Regions from separate parts of the Mus musculus genome. Here region 2 is linked to region 1. A link is a contact called in public HiChIP or PLAC-seq data. All regions are on one chromosome and are shown on one strand. Each heading gives the region's core, a stretch centred on a gene start, on an enhancer-like site or on the middle of the called end of the contact. The rest is flanking DNA. Distances are from core to core; before and after follow the strand shown. Region 1 holds the start of Tysnd1 (trypsin domain containing 1). Region 2 holds the start of Macroh2a2 (macroH2A.2 histone).

Region 1 (7,955 bases), core at 3,156-5,655:
GTCTGTACTCTCTCTCAGCACTGGAGTCACAGGTGTGTGCCACCACGCCTAGCACACCTATATGTGGGTGCTAGAAAGCTGAACTCAGGACTTTACACTTGCAGTTACTATCCGTGTGTATTTGTGCTTTTGCATGTGCGGTCCTAACCAGCCTTTCTGGGTTTTGCCTCCCTTAGGGGAATGTGACTCTGAAGGAGCTGAACGCCCGCCCCATGGAAGTATTCATGTGCAGTGTGCTCAAGAGGCAAGGCTACGGCGAGGGTTTCCGCTGGCTTTCCCAGTATATTGACTGATGTTTGGACAGTGAAAATAAAGAGTTTTACTTCTGGACTGATCCTATTCACAGCTTCCTCATGGACTTTTCTAATAGAACAAGGAAAGCTCTCCAACCATGTATGGCATTGAGAAGCCACACGTCTGTCTACGCTCATTGCCCAGTGGTGACATGTGCTCTTCTCCACACTGCCTGCTGTTGCTGCCGGGCAGTGTGTGGGGACTGGGGCTGGCAGCATTTGCCAGGGAAAGCTGGGTGCCATCATGGGACACCCGAGAAGAAAAACATGTCTCACCACTGGTTGATTTCAAAAGAAAGTGATTCTATTTTTTAAAGAAAGTGTTGTTAATGTAATTGGTATCCCTTCTCTAACTTTTTCAGTTCACAATTTACTTGGTCCAGATTTTCTATTCTTTTTTTTTAACTAGTAAATGAAATTTACATACTTCATAAAATTATGAACAGATAGCGCATTGGGCTCTGCTGTGTGACTGCCTGTTGAGGGTGGTACCCGAGACAAGAGCCTGGAGAGGACAGAGCCTCGGCCTTCCCCAGGGTGGTCTCCACCATGGTAAGGGGAGTCCTCATCTGGAGTGGGTGAAGTATCATGGTCACGTTGTCAACTTTATTTGCAGTTACCAGTTTCAGCAGGCTTTGCTTTTATACTGTTGTGAAATTTCATCTCTCTGTGTAGCACCTTCCTTTTTTCCATTGTAGATATAAAAAGTGACTTTTGCCTCATGAAAGAGTTACAGACATCTGTCATGTAGACCCCATGCTGTGGGTGTGACTGATGCTTTTGAACATAGTCTAGAGGGACGGTTCTGAACCGGAGGGTGCAGCTCAAAATCATCAGCTTAAGGCTCTGAATTCTGTGCGATTCTCATCTGGCAGCAACAAGAGAACCCAGGAAAAACCCTCAGGGGACTCTGTGTTTTCTCCTTCAGAAATAACAGAAAACCCAGATGGCCTTCTGGCAGCAGCGAGTGCTAACATGAAAGCAGCAGCGGCCCTGTGAGGATCATGAACAGGCTTTTTATATATATACAGATAGCATTTGGTTTTCTTGCTGCCGTGTGTGATGTTAACTTTATATTTTACCCTTGAGTGCATGAGAGGAGATGGTCTGCAGATGGGAGGGTATCTTGATTCTGATTTCCTTTAATGCAAGGTGAGAGTAGGTTCTTAAGTGGAGATTCTGCTGTTGCTGCTGCTGTATTCTGACAGGCTCGTGTCCAGCAAGAGGGTAGGGAAGCTAGAAGCACACTCCTGGAGAGTGACTTACCACATTTTAGTTTTGAGCACTGAGCCTATGGGACAGTGTTTTGTTACACTGCCGGGTTTCCAATGCAGAGGCTTGGTGAGGTGTCTGTCTGCAAACTGCATGCACTGCGTTCACCCACGTACAGCTGGGATGAGAACTGTCAGTGTGGAAGGGCCTACTGTTAAAGCCCTGAGTGAGCTAGGTAGGTGACTGTTGTGCCCTTCATTGCCTTTGGCTAAAGACTGTCCACATGTCTGTCCAGGCACATGACAGGTGTGAGGGCCTCAGCGTTGGGTTCTTCATCTGTCTTTCTCGTTTGTCCCTAATTGCTCGGTAGCAACCTAGAAGACTGGACTCTGCCCAGGGTGGCTCTTTGTGAAAGTGGTTTATTCTGGCCACCGGAGAAAGATGGCTGAACAGTGGCACCAGTCTGCTTCATGCTGCACAGAACACCGTCTTAAGTAAGGTGGCCAAAAGAGGTTGCTGCAGCAAGTGCAACTCTGCCAGGGCCATGGCCAGGGGCTCCAATGAACTGAGACTCTTCATTCTGTTTATCAGAGTGCACATGTGTCCTGTTTCAGCAAAAGTAAAACTGTCATTTACAAAAGGTCAGTCTGTATCCTAAGCATTTTAATAAAAAGCTAAAATGAACTTGCCTCTCTCCTTTTTTAAAATTGATTTATTCTGAGTAAGCATGCGTTGTTGGGAAGGAAAACAAGAATTCTTACTTATAGGGAAGGACATTTAAAGAGAATGTGAGTCTTGAATTGCTACCAGGATAAAAGACCAAGTAAAAAAGGCTGAGCACTAGTAGCAAATGCAGTACTGTTTGATCATGAAGTGGCCCAAGGTTGTTGGTCATCTTTGCAACAGTGCTAAGGACTGTGCTTGCACGTACTAGCTACACGTTCAGAGCCACACTTGGCGAAACAGAAGTCTGATTCCACATTTACATTACAGTTGCTTATAGAAAGCACCAGAAGACAGAACAAAATCCGAAACAAAACATGCTGGATGTGTCCTGAGATCACCTTTACAGGGGAAGGAGACTGGTTCTGTGGGCAAAGGGTATATTTGCCAGGGACAGAGAGAGACCTGAGAGTCAGAGTTCTGAGGGCCTTAACACAAGGTGCTGCTGGCTGACTTGGGCCGTCTGTACTGTGATCAGCCCTAAACCACCTTAATCAGGAACAGAGGGCGCTGGAGACTTGAAGGGCATCAAGGGGGAATTAATGGATTCTAGAGAGTCTTAATTGCTAGGAAGTTGGGGAAAGTAGATCTTGTCATCTGTGTCTGCAAACCCAGGACTGCCTGCTCTGAGAATGCGCTTCATTCCAGTTCTGTCTGCCTCAACCGCTGTTTGCCCTTATTAGGTAGGTTTGTGACACAGGAGCACTGGAAGCATTAGGTGTGAGGCTGGGAAAGCAGCAGCAGTGTTAACTCCATTCCCAGAAGTCTCACTGAACATTAATACATCCTCTAATCCCAGCACTCTAGAGGCAGAGGCAGGCCGATTTCTGAGCCAGCCTGGTCTAGAGTGATTTCCAGGACTGCCAGGGCTACACAGAGAAACCCTGTCTCGAAAAACCAAGCCAAACCAAACCAAAAACCATTAATATACTTTAGAGAGATTCATGAAGTCTCTCCAAACATACCTGTTCATGCCCACCTGTCCTTGGAAAGTGAGGAACTTTTTAATACTATATTTTATGTGTACGTGTTTGCCTGCCTGAGTCATGAGTTCAGGGGACAGCAGATGCCAGACGAGAGTATTGAATATCCTGGAATTATAATTACAAGCAACTGTAAGGTACCATGTGGGTGCTGGGAACCAAACTAAGGTCCATGCTTAGAGCTGTAAGTGCTTAGAGCTCTTAAGTGCTGAGCCCTCCTCTCCAGTCTTGATTTTTACACTTGTAAATGGTGGAGGAGATGAGCTGTTATGAAATTCGAATTACGAGACTGGGTTATATGCTGAATATTTGGAAGTGATGATTTTATAGCCCACAAAACCTGAACTAGTTCAGTCTGTACTTTCAAAGTATTTGCCCTGACCTAACATAAATCCGGAGTGGTGGTTAGACATGTCGTGTGAAAGGTTGTATAATACATGGTTAAATAACCCATGGGTAAAGTAAAACTGTAATCCCTGGACTCTAGGGAGGATGTAGGCAGAAGAACTGCCGAAGTTCGATGCCAGTGTGGGCCAAAAAGTGGCACCCTGTGCCACTTTCAAAACAATTTATGTATTTAGGAATTTTAGTAACTGTCCTAGGAGCAATTTTGTGAGTCGCATGCCCCCTAGTGGATTGTTGTAGGATTTACAAAATTTTTTAAGTAGATCGGGGTTTGGTGGCTTGGGAGGTAGAAACTGGTAGATCCCGAGTTCGAGGCCATCCTAGTCTGCAGCTCGAGTTCCTGCACCAAGCAGAGAAACCCTATCTCGAAAATCCAGAATAAACACATGTATGTATGAATGTACGTACTGAATCAACCAAGGGTTCCCTTGGCCCATATTGTTCCACTGTCAAGAGACGGAGGTTGCTTACATCCGTGCAGTGGCTGTAGGGTACAGTTAGATGCCGGTCAAGTACGAGATTCGACTGGGGAGTGTCGCCCTTGTCGGTTTCCCTGTGACGCTTCACGTCTGTGTCTCAGGAGGTTTCTTTTCACCTCTTCCCCCGCCCCTCCACCCCGCCACCCCAAACCCAAGGATTCCTAGGCTGGCTAAATTAAGAGGGCGGGGAAAGGAGGATTAGCAAACGAGGAGTAGCATCAATAGCCAATCAGGACTCGGCGCTGTGCCCAACCAATAAGAGCGGTCGCTTGAGGTTTAGCCAATCGGGCTCGGCAAGGAGGCCTGAGTCAGAGTTTGCGCCAGTCGCCCTGTGGTGACAGCCGTTGTGCGACGTCTTGGGGAAGCCATGGGGCGGCAATGGGGACCCTCTATGAGAGTGGCGGAGCAGGCGGGCTGCGTGGTGAGCGCCTCGCGGGCCGGACAGCCTGACGCGGGCTCGTGGAGCTGCAGCGGGGTGATTCTGAGCCGTAACCCAGGCCTAGTGCTGTGCCACGGAGGCATCTTTACCCCCTTCCTGCGGACGGGCAGCGCGGCGCTGACCCAGACGGGCACCGCCTTCCTGCCGGGCGACAGTTGCAGCGATGACCTACGTCTCCACGTGCAGTGGGGACCCACGGCTGCCAGCCCTGCCGGTCGCGCGGATCAGGAACTCCCGGGGCTGTGCACGCCTCAGTGCGCAAGCCTGGGCCTCGAACCCGGCGCCCCGAGCCGGGCCCGCGCGCGGCCTCTGCAGCCCCCGCGACCAGCGCAGCTGCTGTTGCTGCTCAGCTGCCCGGCCTTCCGCTCGCATTTCGCTCGGCTCTTCGGGGCCGATGCGGTCGATCAATGGCACTTCGTAAGCTCGGCGCCCGACGATGCGGTTTCGGAGGAGGAAGAGGAGGACCAGCTGCGCGCGCTCGGCTGGTTCGCCCTGCTGCGGGTGCAGCGGGGCGCGGCGGCGGAGGAGAGGCGCGGACCGGTGGTGACCGTGGCACCGCTCGGGGCCGTGGTCAAGGGCGCACCGCTGTTGGCTTGTGGCTCTCCGTTCGGTGCCTTCTGCCCGGACATCTTCCTCAACACGCTGAGCCGCGGCGTGCTCAGCAACGCGGCCGGGCCGCTGCTGCTCACCGACGCGCGCTGCCTGCCGGGCACGGAAGGCGGCGGAGTGTTCGCCGCTCGACCTGCGGGTGCGCTGGTGGCTCTGGTGGCCGCGCCGCTCTGCTGGAAGGCCCGCGAGTGGGTGGGCCTCACGCTGCTGTGCGCCGCCGCCCCGCTGCTTCAGGTTGCCCGCTGGGCGCTCGCCCGTCTGCACCCCGGCTCCGCTTCCCTGTCTGTGCTGCTGCCGCCACCCGATGTGAGCACGCCACGGGGCCTGCCTCTGCGCGATCTCGGACCCCCGTGGGCGGCCGCGGCGGTGCTGGTGGAGTGTGGTACCGTGTGGGGCTCCGGAGTGGTCGTGGCGCCTCGCCTGGTGGTCACCTGTCGCCATGTGGCACCCCGGGAAGCAGCCAGGGTGTTGGTACACTCCGCTACACCCAAGTAAGACTCAGGACTGCCCGCCCTCACCAGGCCCCCAGTGTTAGAGACCTCAGTTCATATTTGACAACCAGGACTCCAGTGAGGGGATCTGGGCCTCTTGATAGGGCCCAGCGAAGCTTGAGCAAACTGCCAGGCACAAGCGACTCTTAGCGCGGGGACCCGTGGGACTATGGGCAGCAGCAGGTAGGACTGGGTGACTTTGAGCCCTTTAGCTAGCATGAAACTCTTTGGGCAGCTTTTCTGTCTCTTGGCTTTGCAGTTTAGGCCCTGTGAAAGCCCTTTGACCATAGAAGGCTGACCCTAAGAACTTCAACCCTGTAAGTGATAAACGAAAGCCCTGAGGTAATGATTGATGTGGCATACCTAGTGAGGGCTCCCTTAGAGCCTCACCAGGACTGCCTTGCCACCTGAAGATGAAGCAAGGTTGTCCTAATGAGAGCATAGGGCTTGGACCCATGCGGATGGATGTGAGTGACCCCAGAGTGTAGGTAGGAAAGGAACTTTAGACAGTCAACTTACTTCCTCTGTGGAGAGACACCTTTGCTCTCCTTTTTTTGCCCTGGCAGTAGGCCAGTGGCCCTGGCTTTCTGGCATGGTTGTCTATGGTTCTGTGTCCTCTGTAGCCCCAGATACTTAACTTAGGACCTTGGCTTTATTTAAGCTTGTCCCTTGCCTGTCAGCCCAGGCCTTTCTGAACTTCTGAGGTTAGCCCTGTATGCCAGTGAAGCTCAGCTCTGCCAGGGCCCCCATGGGCAGGCAACTGAACATCTATAGTTTCCTAGAGACAAGGAGGATTGCCTATGGTGTGCCCCCAACTTCTCCCTCTCCCTTCGATGGCTGATCTTAAGGACATCACTAGGTTTTTCTGGAGGCAGCTCCCCTGCAGAGTAGGTAGTCGGGTGCCCCCGTGTCTGGTCCACATAGTGAGTTCCTGGACAGCTAGGGCTATGGAGAGGGACCCTGTCTCCAAAAAGAAGCCTCTTCCCCTCGTGCCTGCCCAGGAGTCCAGAGTTGTGTTAGGCTTGGCCTGGCTCCTCACTGTTTGCTCTGTGACCTTTAGGAAGGTTGCTTGGCCTCTCTGAGCCTCAGCTGCACCATCTAAAGGGGATACTCCCAGGGCCTTGGTTGTAGTTTAAGGGGAAGAATTGAGACTGTCCAAGCATCAGCAAGGCCTGGTCACAGCACTCACCTGGTTATGGTCAGGCATACACAGCTTTGTATAGATGTGTGATGTGTTGGGAAAGCACATCTGGTTAAGTGTAGATTTCAAGGTTGATACCTGTACCTGTATTCTGACTTCAGTCCATAGCACACTCATTCATTCTCTCTCCCTCTCTCTCCCTTTCTCCCTCCCTCCCTCCCTCCCTCTCAAAATAAGACACTCTCAATATGCCCAGAGCTCACAGAGGTCTGCCTGCCTCTGCCTCCCAAGTGTTAGGATCAAAGATATGAGCCACCATAGCCAGCCCATTCCAAGACTTGTCTCTCGTATTGCTCTCTTCCCAGTGCTAAGACAACAGAAGGCTAGCTTGTCAATTGTTTCCTGTGTCCCCAGGAATGTGGCAATCTGGGGACAAGTGGTGTTTGCCACTCAGGAGACCTCTCCATATGACATAGCAGTGGTGAGCCTGGAAGAGGAGCTGAATGGTGTTCCCACGCCTGTCCCTGCTGGGCACTTCCATGAAGGTAGAGGACAAAGGGACTGAAGTGATGGTGGTGTGTGTGTGTGTGTGTGTGAGAGAGAGACCTGATAGCCAGCAGGCAGAAATGGGCAAAGCCTGCCAAGCAAGAGAGTTGGGAGCTTAGGTAGGGTTTGGGGCTTCTTAGACTTCCCTGTATATCAGACGTTGACACCTCAAGTGCTGAGCCAAGTGGATACCTTATTGAGGGCCTGAAGCAGGGTGATATGGGGTCCTGGGCCTTGGGAACTCCAGTGCCATAATTTGGGTGGCATGTCTTAGATTTTTTTATGTTTTGAGACAGCATCATCATAAATAGCCCAAGTGGGCGGTAAACACCCCAGACGGCCAAGGCTAACCATAAACTTCTGATTCTCCTGCCTCTTCTTCTGGGGTCACACATGTGCTATCACACTCATTTCATGGGATACCCAGGGTTTGTGCACGCTAGGCAAGCACACCACTGACTGCCCCAGCAGTCTCCAGCCCCAAAGATTCTATTTCATATGGTGACAAAAGAGAGAGAGGTCCTCTAGATTAGCATCTGTCCTCTGCCGTACATTCTTAACACACACATACACACACCATCTCAGTTTGCCCTTTTGTCAAATGGGGCTGGTGCGCCTTCGGGTGCAGTGAGGA
Region 2 (7,955 bases), core at 3,777-6,276, 88 kb after region 1:
CTGCCTCTGTCTCCCGAGTGCTGGGATTAAAGGCGTGCGCCATCACCGCAGGGCAGAAGCGTCACCTCTTACAACTCCTTGTACAGTGCTAGGGACACAGTTGACATTTAATAGATATTCCTTAAATGAATGGATAATTTAAAAGAAATGACTTAATTATTATGCTTCAAAGCATTTTTTCTTTTTCTTAAGAACACCCCCCTTCCCCACCGTCCAGTGTGGTGATGCATGCCTTTAATTCCAGCACCCAGGAGGCAGAGGCAGGCGGATTTCTGAGTTCAAGGCCAGCCTGGTCTACAAAGTGAGTTCCAGGACAGCCAGGGATATACAGAGAAACCCTGTCTCAAAAAAAAACCAACCCCTCCCCTAAATTTTATGTATATGAATACACTGACACTGTCTTCAGACACCAGAAGACACGGGAATTGAACTCAGGACCTCTGGAAGAGCAGTCAGTGCTCTTAACCGCTGAGCCATCTCTCCAGCCCTTCAAAAGCACTTCTAAATGCCAGCAAGATGGCTAGGTAGGAAAGGGTGACTGCGGCAAAGCCTGCGGACCTGAGTTCTAGCCTCAGCATCTGTAAGGAGGAGGAAACTGAGGACAACTGGCTCTTGAAAGTGGTCTTCAGACACCCCAAAACAGTAATGATTTTTTTAAAAAGCTTTTGCAAAAGCATTATTAAGGTTTCCTCTTTATTTTGTGAAATGAAATATCTTTTCAAATAGCCATCACCCCCTTCGATTTAAATCCTAAGAGAAATTCCCTGTCTTCCAGCTGTGGCTGGAAACACCACCTTTCCCGGCTGCCACTGGACTCCCAGGCTCAAGATGTGGCTCAGGGGGCTCAGCTGGAGGAGTGCTGCCCTAGCATCCTGAAGCTCTGGCTTTGAGTCTCAATGACTGTATAAACTAGGTGTGTTGGGTGCATGCATGTAACCTGGGGACTTGAGAGGTAGAGGGAGGAGGATCAGGGTCTCAAGAATGATCAGGAAGATCACTCTTGGCCAGAGTTCAAGGCCAGCCTGAGATAAAACAAAAGAAACACCTACTACCCTTTTCTCCTTTTTTATTTCCACCTTCCCCCTAAACTTCTCACGGACCCGTTCAATGAAACCATTGGAGCGTCCTTTTAGTTCATCCTTCAATGGGAAGGGGGTATTCCAGGCCTGAACTCAGCCTTGCTGGGATGTCACATAAAATCTTATTGGAGATGGAGGAGGTGGGGGAGCACCTCTTGCCTCATCTTCTCAGCCACTCCCACCTAGTCCTCCCACCTTCTCTAGCACACCTAGACCCGCTCCTCCCTTCCAGTGTGAAATCCTCTCCTTCCTTTAAAACGTTCGACACTTTGTGGATTTCCATCCCAGTTATCCTGTATCATTTCCGAGCAACTCGACGCTTGTACCTGGTCAAGCAATCCACAGATTGACCGATGCGTACAACGCCAAAGGTCACGGCAGCCATGGTAGCTGGGATCCAAAGTTCTTCACACTGTGACTCTCTCCTCACACTTTCCACCCATTCACATGGTATTTTCATTTGTAGAGATCTACAGTTCATCTTTTTTTGTGTGCCTGCAATTTGCCCCTCTCTTTCTTTATTGATAGCATGCCTTGGTGATCTTTCTCTGTATACACTCGCCAATCTTATTCTTCGTCATGGCTGTCTCATATTCCAGAACAAAGGTATGTGAAGGATGATGGAGCATTCCTTACTAGTGGCTGTTACTGGGTTTTCCTTGTTGAAACCACCAAAACTCTGCCATGAATGTTTGCACGCAGGGAGCTCACTGTCTGCTTCAGTAGGATGTATACTGAGAAACGGAGTGCTAGGGAGATAGACAGCTTAGAGAGAAAGGTGCTTGCTGTCAAGCCTCATAATCTGAATTTGATCTCCAGGACCAACACAGGAAAGGACAGCAAGCTGCCCTCTGACCCCCAGCCTCACACTACACACACAGTAAGTAAATACAACAGTATCAGAAAAAAAATTCTAATTGCCACTTTATAGCATGTGACTATTATATGCTTAGCGGTGCCAAACTCAGGGCTAGGGAGATGTCTCCTTGGGCCAAAACTCTTGCCACCCAAGCATGAGGGCCTGAATTCAAATCCTTGAACTCACGTCAAAGCCCGATGCATAGAGTATGTGCAATTCCAGTAGCCCTTCAGAGAAATTTCAGCCACAGTCAGAACTGTCAGAAGCCCAAGGGCAGAACTGCCGGAAGGACAAAACCAGCCTGGCCTGATCCCTGGGGTTGTCCTCTGACCTCTCTATGGGCGCTATGGCACATGTAGACTTAACACAGATACACACACACACACACACACACACACACACACACACACACACACACGTAAAAACCAGTGCCTAACTGCCACGCACACAGTCTTTGTCCACAGGCACATACCCCTAGGCAATAGAAGGTACCCAATTTCCCAGGAGCACAAGTAAGTGATAAAATTTTTTTCCTGTGTTGGCTACATTTTTATTTTAGCATCTCCCAGGCTGGAAGTGGGGTGCTCACAGAGAGTAGAGCCCCGATTTCCTCAAATCCATGTTGCTCTCTCTGCCTGGATCTGTTTAAGAGTTCCTGCTTGCTGGGCAGTGGTGGCACACACCTTTAATCCCAGGACTTGGGAGGCAGAGGCAGATGGATTTCTGAGTTCGAGGCCAGCCTGGTCTACAAAGTGAGTTCCAGGACAGCCAGAGCTACACAGAGAAACCCTGTCTCGAAAAAAAAAAAAAAAAAAAAAAAAAACACCAAACCAAAAAAAAAAAAAAAAAAAAAAAAAAGACTTCCTGCTCAGTGAACGCTGCCTGGCTGACCCCTAGCAGATCATATGTCTTTTCTGCTCATCTCTACAACACACACTTTTCAAAGGCACTTATCAAGCCGGCAACTAACTTTAAGGCCATTTCTTACAAAAAAAAAAAAAACCAAACAAACAAAAACAACAACAACAAAACAGTCTTATGAGAATTCAATTTTTGCACGGGCCTCTCTGTGGGTGTTGATCTCTTCCATTTAAAACTGTCTGCCACTGAATTCACCTCCAGCTTCCCTAGCAGGAGGTAGAGAAAACAGGGTTTGGTTGTCTCAGGTGGTAGCCAGCAGGGGGTCCGGGGCTCGCTGTGGCACAGCAGGCCATAGGCATCCCACAAGCCCTGTCGTCAAGGCAGAGGAATATGGATAGGGTCAGAATCTTTCTGGATCCAGAGGTAAGTTCTTTTCATGGAGTTCTGAAATAGCAGAAACTGTGAATCATATCTAAAGGCTAAGAAGAGCGGATCCAGAGAGGGTAGGACAAACTGGAGGACAGGAAGACAGTATTTTAAGAGGGAATTTGGATGCAAGGAAAGAGATCTTGCTGCTATGAGTTATTTTATTAAGATACAATTTCCTACAGCGGGATTCCAATATTTGAGTTCCTGCATTTCAATATTTCTGAAAACTCCAAGGCACCGTCTACGGGTCCTGGAGTTCTGAGCATTTACTTGTGAGAGTTCTCTCTGTGGTGAAAGGAACCGCTTTCACTCTGGCAGAAGGAGCGGGCTGGGGACTAGGCACAGTTTAATTTGTTTTGAGACGTTAAAAGCAAAGACATTTTACTCTGAATAAGGTTTTCTCTCCCCCCCAACCCCCCACTGAACAGTTTTATTTCAACATAAACAGACGCTGAACCAGGGCTGCTGTTCTCCATAGGATTGATCGCGCCTGGGGCCTCCTGGGGTGTATGGCTTCTTGCTGTGATTTCCCCTGAAGCCAGCTCACCTGGAGAACTGCTTCAGTTGCTCCAGTCTGGGCAACCTGAGCCCAGTTCCCAATGAGTGCGTCCACTCTTTGGTTTTTTTCACTGGCCCCTTTCCCACTTTCCTCATCCCAAGAGAACCACGGCCCAAACGCTGCAGTAATGGCCAGGCCTAAATCAGGCCCACCCGTGGCTCATTTGAAGCCCAGGCACCATCAGTAATGCTGAACTCGTGAAGAAGGAGGTTCAATTGGCGTTTGGTGGCGGGGGTGGGGTTCGATGCCCCTTTGGCCATTGTTGAGAGGAACAAAGAGGGCAGGAGCTAAGGGCGCCCCCATGAGGAAAGGCGTGGAAAGCCACTCTGGGGAGCCATCCTAGGCTAGCGGGGCTGGAAAGCGGTGCACCTGGATGGCGCTCTGGCAACCGGGGAGGCAGGGCTGATTTCTACCCGCGGCAGCGGCTGCCGCCTTTCCCTGACTTGACTTTGATCCCCCTCTTCTTGATATTGTTACTATTATTTTTGTTATTTTCCCGCGCAAATTAAGCAGCTGGGACCGGTAGGGCGAGCCGCTCAGGGGCCGCCATTTGCCGGTGGAAGCACCGATCGCCCCGGAAAGGGAACCCGAGGGGAGTGCTCGGCCTCAAGTCCTCCTCCGCCCGCGGCTCCCGCAGCATCCCGGCTCCGCGCCCGCGCCGCCCCGGCGTCTCTGCGTCCTCCTCCATTGTCAGCCCCGCGCCCAGCTCGGCACCCCGGAGGCCCTGGTCGCGCGCCCTCGGCCCTTGCGAGCCAGCGTCCCCCTCCCGGTTCCCTCGGCGCCCGGGCGCCTCCCTCCTCCCTCCCCCGCTCCCCGAGCTCCGCATCCAGGGCTCCCGGCACCGCCAGCCTGGCCGCGGGACCCCGCATTTCGGCATCCTCCCTGCTTGGCCCAGGGTGCCCCGGCCCCTCGCCAGCGGCGGGCATCGCGCGGCGTCTTCGGCAAACCCCCCTTTTATCTCCCGAGGAAGCAAGTTGGGCAGATCGATTTATTAATTTCTGTGGCAGAGGTGGGTCGGTGACCGGGGTGCGCCCTCAGGGCTGCAGCGGGGAGGCGCCGTGGCTCCCTTCGGCCCCTGCACTGCCCGGACAAGAGGGTTTTGTTTCCAGACCCCCGGCGCCCCCCGAAACAATGATGCCATGGGCATGGCGGGCTCACCTGGTGCTGCACCGCGGGCTCCGGGCGCCCGGTGGCCTAGTGCGCGCCAATCCCGGCCGCAGGTTCGGCCCGCGTGCCGCCGGTGCTGGGCAGGACCCTGCCTTTCTTGGGGTTGTATCTGTGCGTGTCAATGGCGGCAAGCGGCAGTTCTCCGGGCCGCGGATAGTAGCGGGGGGAGGAGGAGGAGGGAGAAGGGATTGCTCCTTCTCCACATAACCACCTCTAGGAGGAGTCGCTCAGCCTCATCCCCCGCCAGCCCAGGCTCCGCGACGGGTCCGGGGGCTTTCGTGGGGCTTGATGAGCTATTGTCCTTCTGCAGTGGAACCACAGGGCCAGTTCGCGGAGCTGTCGGCTGCGAGGACACCGCTTCCCTAGAGCCCGGCACGGAGGCCTTGTGGTCACCAGCCACAGGCTCCAGATAGCTCGACCCACCTTTGCTGGGCGAAAGAGGTGTGGGCGTTCATCTGCCCATTACGGGATGAGAAGGTGAACGAAAAAAAAAAAAAGCAAGCCACGTTGGATGCAGCCCTGATCTGAAATTACCAAACACGTTACTGTGTCGCGCACGGCGCCGAAGGAACCGAGAATTTATTCTGGTGATTCGCTAGTAGTGATGGAGATCCAGATGTGCTTCCTGGTGGATGAAGACCATGTGCCCCGGCATCATTTAAAAATTGGATTGCGTTAATTTGCCATCTCCCGACGGTTATTGAGGTTAAGCACAAAGAGAGTGTCTAAAGAAGCAATTTTTTGTATTAGTTTCTGGAAAATTCATTGTGATGGCGGTGCAGTGGACAGTATCAGGTGACACTGGGCGCGTGTAGTTGTTTGGTCCCTGATGAAAAACCACGTTGTCTTTTGTACTGTGAACCCTGTCAAGGGCACATGGCTCTAGGGCCAGTCACCGTAAGCATTCAGTTGAATGGACGGTCCATGGTGCCTCAGATTTTTTCCTGCATGAATCAGAGGACTCTGGGAGGAAACCTTTTGATTTCTGCAAAAAAAAAATAAAAAATAAAAAATAAAAAATGTGAAGCCGAGATCTTTAGCATTGAGCGAATGGACTTTGCCCAAACCCGTGACCTTTTGTATGTGTGCTCGCTGCCACAAACTAACTGTACTTGTATCTATGTACACAGTGGGGGACTTTGGGGGTCACCGAAGACCTGTGATTGCCTGGGTGGAGAGAAGTTAGCTACTCAACCACCCTCGCCATTTTATCAGGCGGGCCGCTGGCATTTATAGACCAGTGCTTTCCATTGAGAATGTGTATTTTAAGCTTGAGTGTTTTGCTGAGAACCAGCCATGTCTTTTGCTCTCCCTGCAAACCATGCATGGTTCATTCTGCTGTAAACGTATCTCCCATAATGGGGACCCCACAGTATGAGAGAGAGGACAGCCAGCCCTGAGGCTCCTGCAGAAGCCCTTGATGCTCTCTGGGGATGACCCTCCTGTCTATTGTTTTGGAAGTCTTTGCCAGGCCAGAAGCCCACCTCTTTGCAGAGATGTGTGTTTAAAGGATTTCAAATGGCCGCCTGAGATGTCTCTTGGTGGCATTTCTGCACATTCCTAGAGGGAGTGCCCATCTTTCTTAGTAAAAGTAAAAAACAAACAAACAAAAAAAAAATCAAAAAACAAAAAAAAAACTTCAGGCCAGCATTCAGGATAGTTCTAGCACCTTGTAGGAGAACTTGACCATTGCTCCCTGGCCCCAATCAGCCAACTTCACAGAAATGTAGTGAATTATTCATTGGCACATAATAGTCACATTCTCTATAATTTCTATTAAAAGTGATATATGTGGCTAGGCATGGTGGCACATGCCTTTAATCCTAGCACTTGGGAGGTAGAGGCAAGTGAATTCAAAGCCAGTCTGGAGACCCTGTTTCAAAAAAAAAAAAAAAAAAAAAAAAAGAGCCATTTTAATGTGATTAATTTTTATTTCATTTCATTCTTTCTTCTTCCTTTCTACCCTTTATATTGGAGACAAGGACCATGTAGCCCTGGCTGGCTTAGAGATTGACATGTAGACCAGGGTGGCCTCAAAAGCCACAGAGATCTGCCTTCCTCTGCCCAACTGGGATCAAAACTTGTGTCACCATGCCCAACTTCCTTTTTCTCTTCTTTCCTTTCTTTTGACATAGTCTCATGTAGCTCAGGCCAGCCTTGTACTTGCTACATAGGCAGGGAGGAGGACCTTGAACTCTTGATCCTTCTGTTCCCAAATTCAGGGGTCACCGGCTGGATGTGTGTGGCTACTCTGCAACTTGTCTCAACTAGTATTTGATTATGTACTATCCAGAGAAAGGACGCAGCTGAGAAGGGCTACTCAAGAACCTCCTGTTTCATTCTGGCAGTTTCTGCAAATATAGAACCCCACTTAAGATGGGGTTACATCCCTGTGAACCCAGTGTAAGCCAAGTAAGACCTTAAGGCTGAGCACACTGCACGGTGGCATAGTGGTAACCTTTCGTGCCCGGCTCACCTGGCTGGTTGGGAGTAATGGCTCCTCACTCCTCCCAGCATCCCAAAGATGTGCACCGCCACACATCACTGGTACAGAAATGGAGATTCAAAACTCCAGGAATGACTTCTACTGAATGTATTTCTCTCAGGCCACAGTAAAGCTGAGAAATGGAAAGTTAGGGACCAACTCTAAATGATACAGTCACTCGGAGTGTGAGAGTCTGTGTGTGTGTGTGTGTGTGTGTGTGTGTGTGTGTGTGGTCATCAACTCCATAATGCACTGTGTTTAGCAGCAGAATCAAAACTTCATAAATCAAAACATGAATAGATGCAATGGCCCAGCTGAGGCCACCCAGCAAACCACAGGCAAAGCTTTCATGAGGAGATAGCCAGCCAATACAGTCTTTATCAGCTCCAAATATTTCAGGAAATATAGGGGACAGATGTACAACTTCCAATGTGCAGATGGAGTTCAACTGCTCATGTTATTAGGCGCTTTCAACACAGAACCAGAAATCCACCACTGAGAGGTATCTACTCTTAT

The links. HiChIP or PLAC-seq counts read pairs in DNA pulled down with a chosen protein or histone mark.
Region 2: a contact with region 1 is called in an H3K4me3 HiChIP or PLAC-seq map of embryonic stem cells, with 33 read pairs. The contact joins the promoter of Macroh2a2 here to the promoter of Tysnd1 in region 1. A contact is called at or near these places in 2 of 39 promoter capture datasets (the 3T3-L1 cell line and hippocampal neurons), 1 of 15 datasets of contacts at CTCF or cohesin (the NIH/3T3 cell line), 11 of 484 Hi-C or Micro-C datasets (the HL-1 cell line, Sertoli cells, brown adipocytes and 6 more), 3 of 115 datasets of contacts at active chromatin or transcription factors (all in embryonic stem cells) and 2 of 9 other capture datasets (adipose tissue and pancreatic islet).

What each region holds. Positions count from the first base shown.
Region 1 is chr10:61,691,109-61,699,063 of GRCm38.p6, forward strand. Tysnd1 (trypsin domain containing 1) reads left to right here and starts at 4,406. Exons shown (of 4, transcript NM_027912.1): 1 at 4,406-5,634; 2 at 7,190-7,320. The coding sequence starts at 4,463. It overlaps Sar1a (secretion associated Ras related GTPase 1A), which reads left to right. Exons shown (of 7, transcript NM_009120.3): 7 at 177-2,189. The coding sequence ends at 293.
Region 2 is chr10:61,778,838-61,786,792 of GRCm38.p6, forward strand. It overlaps Macroh2a2 (macroH2A.2 histone), which reads right to left and starts at 5,027. Exons shown (of 9, transcript NM_207000.2): 1 at 4,946-5,027. Gm2137 (basic proline-rich protein) reads left to right here and starts at 3,190. Exons shown (of 3, transcript XM_006514419.2): 1 at 3,190-3,222; 2 at 4,314-4,796; 3 at 5,265-5,985. The coding sequence starts at 3,190. The coding sequence ends at 5,435.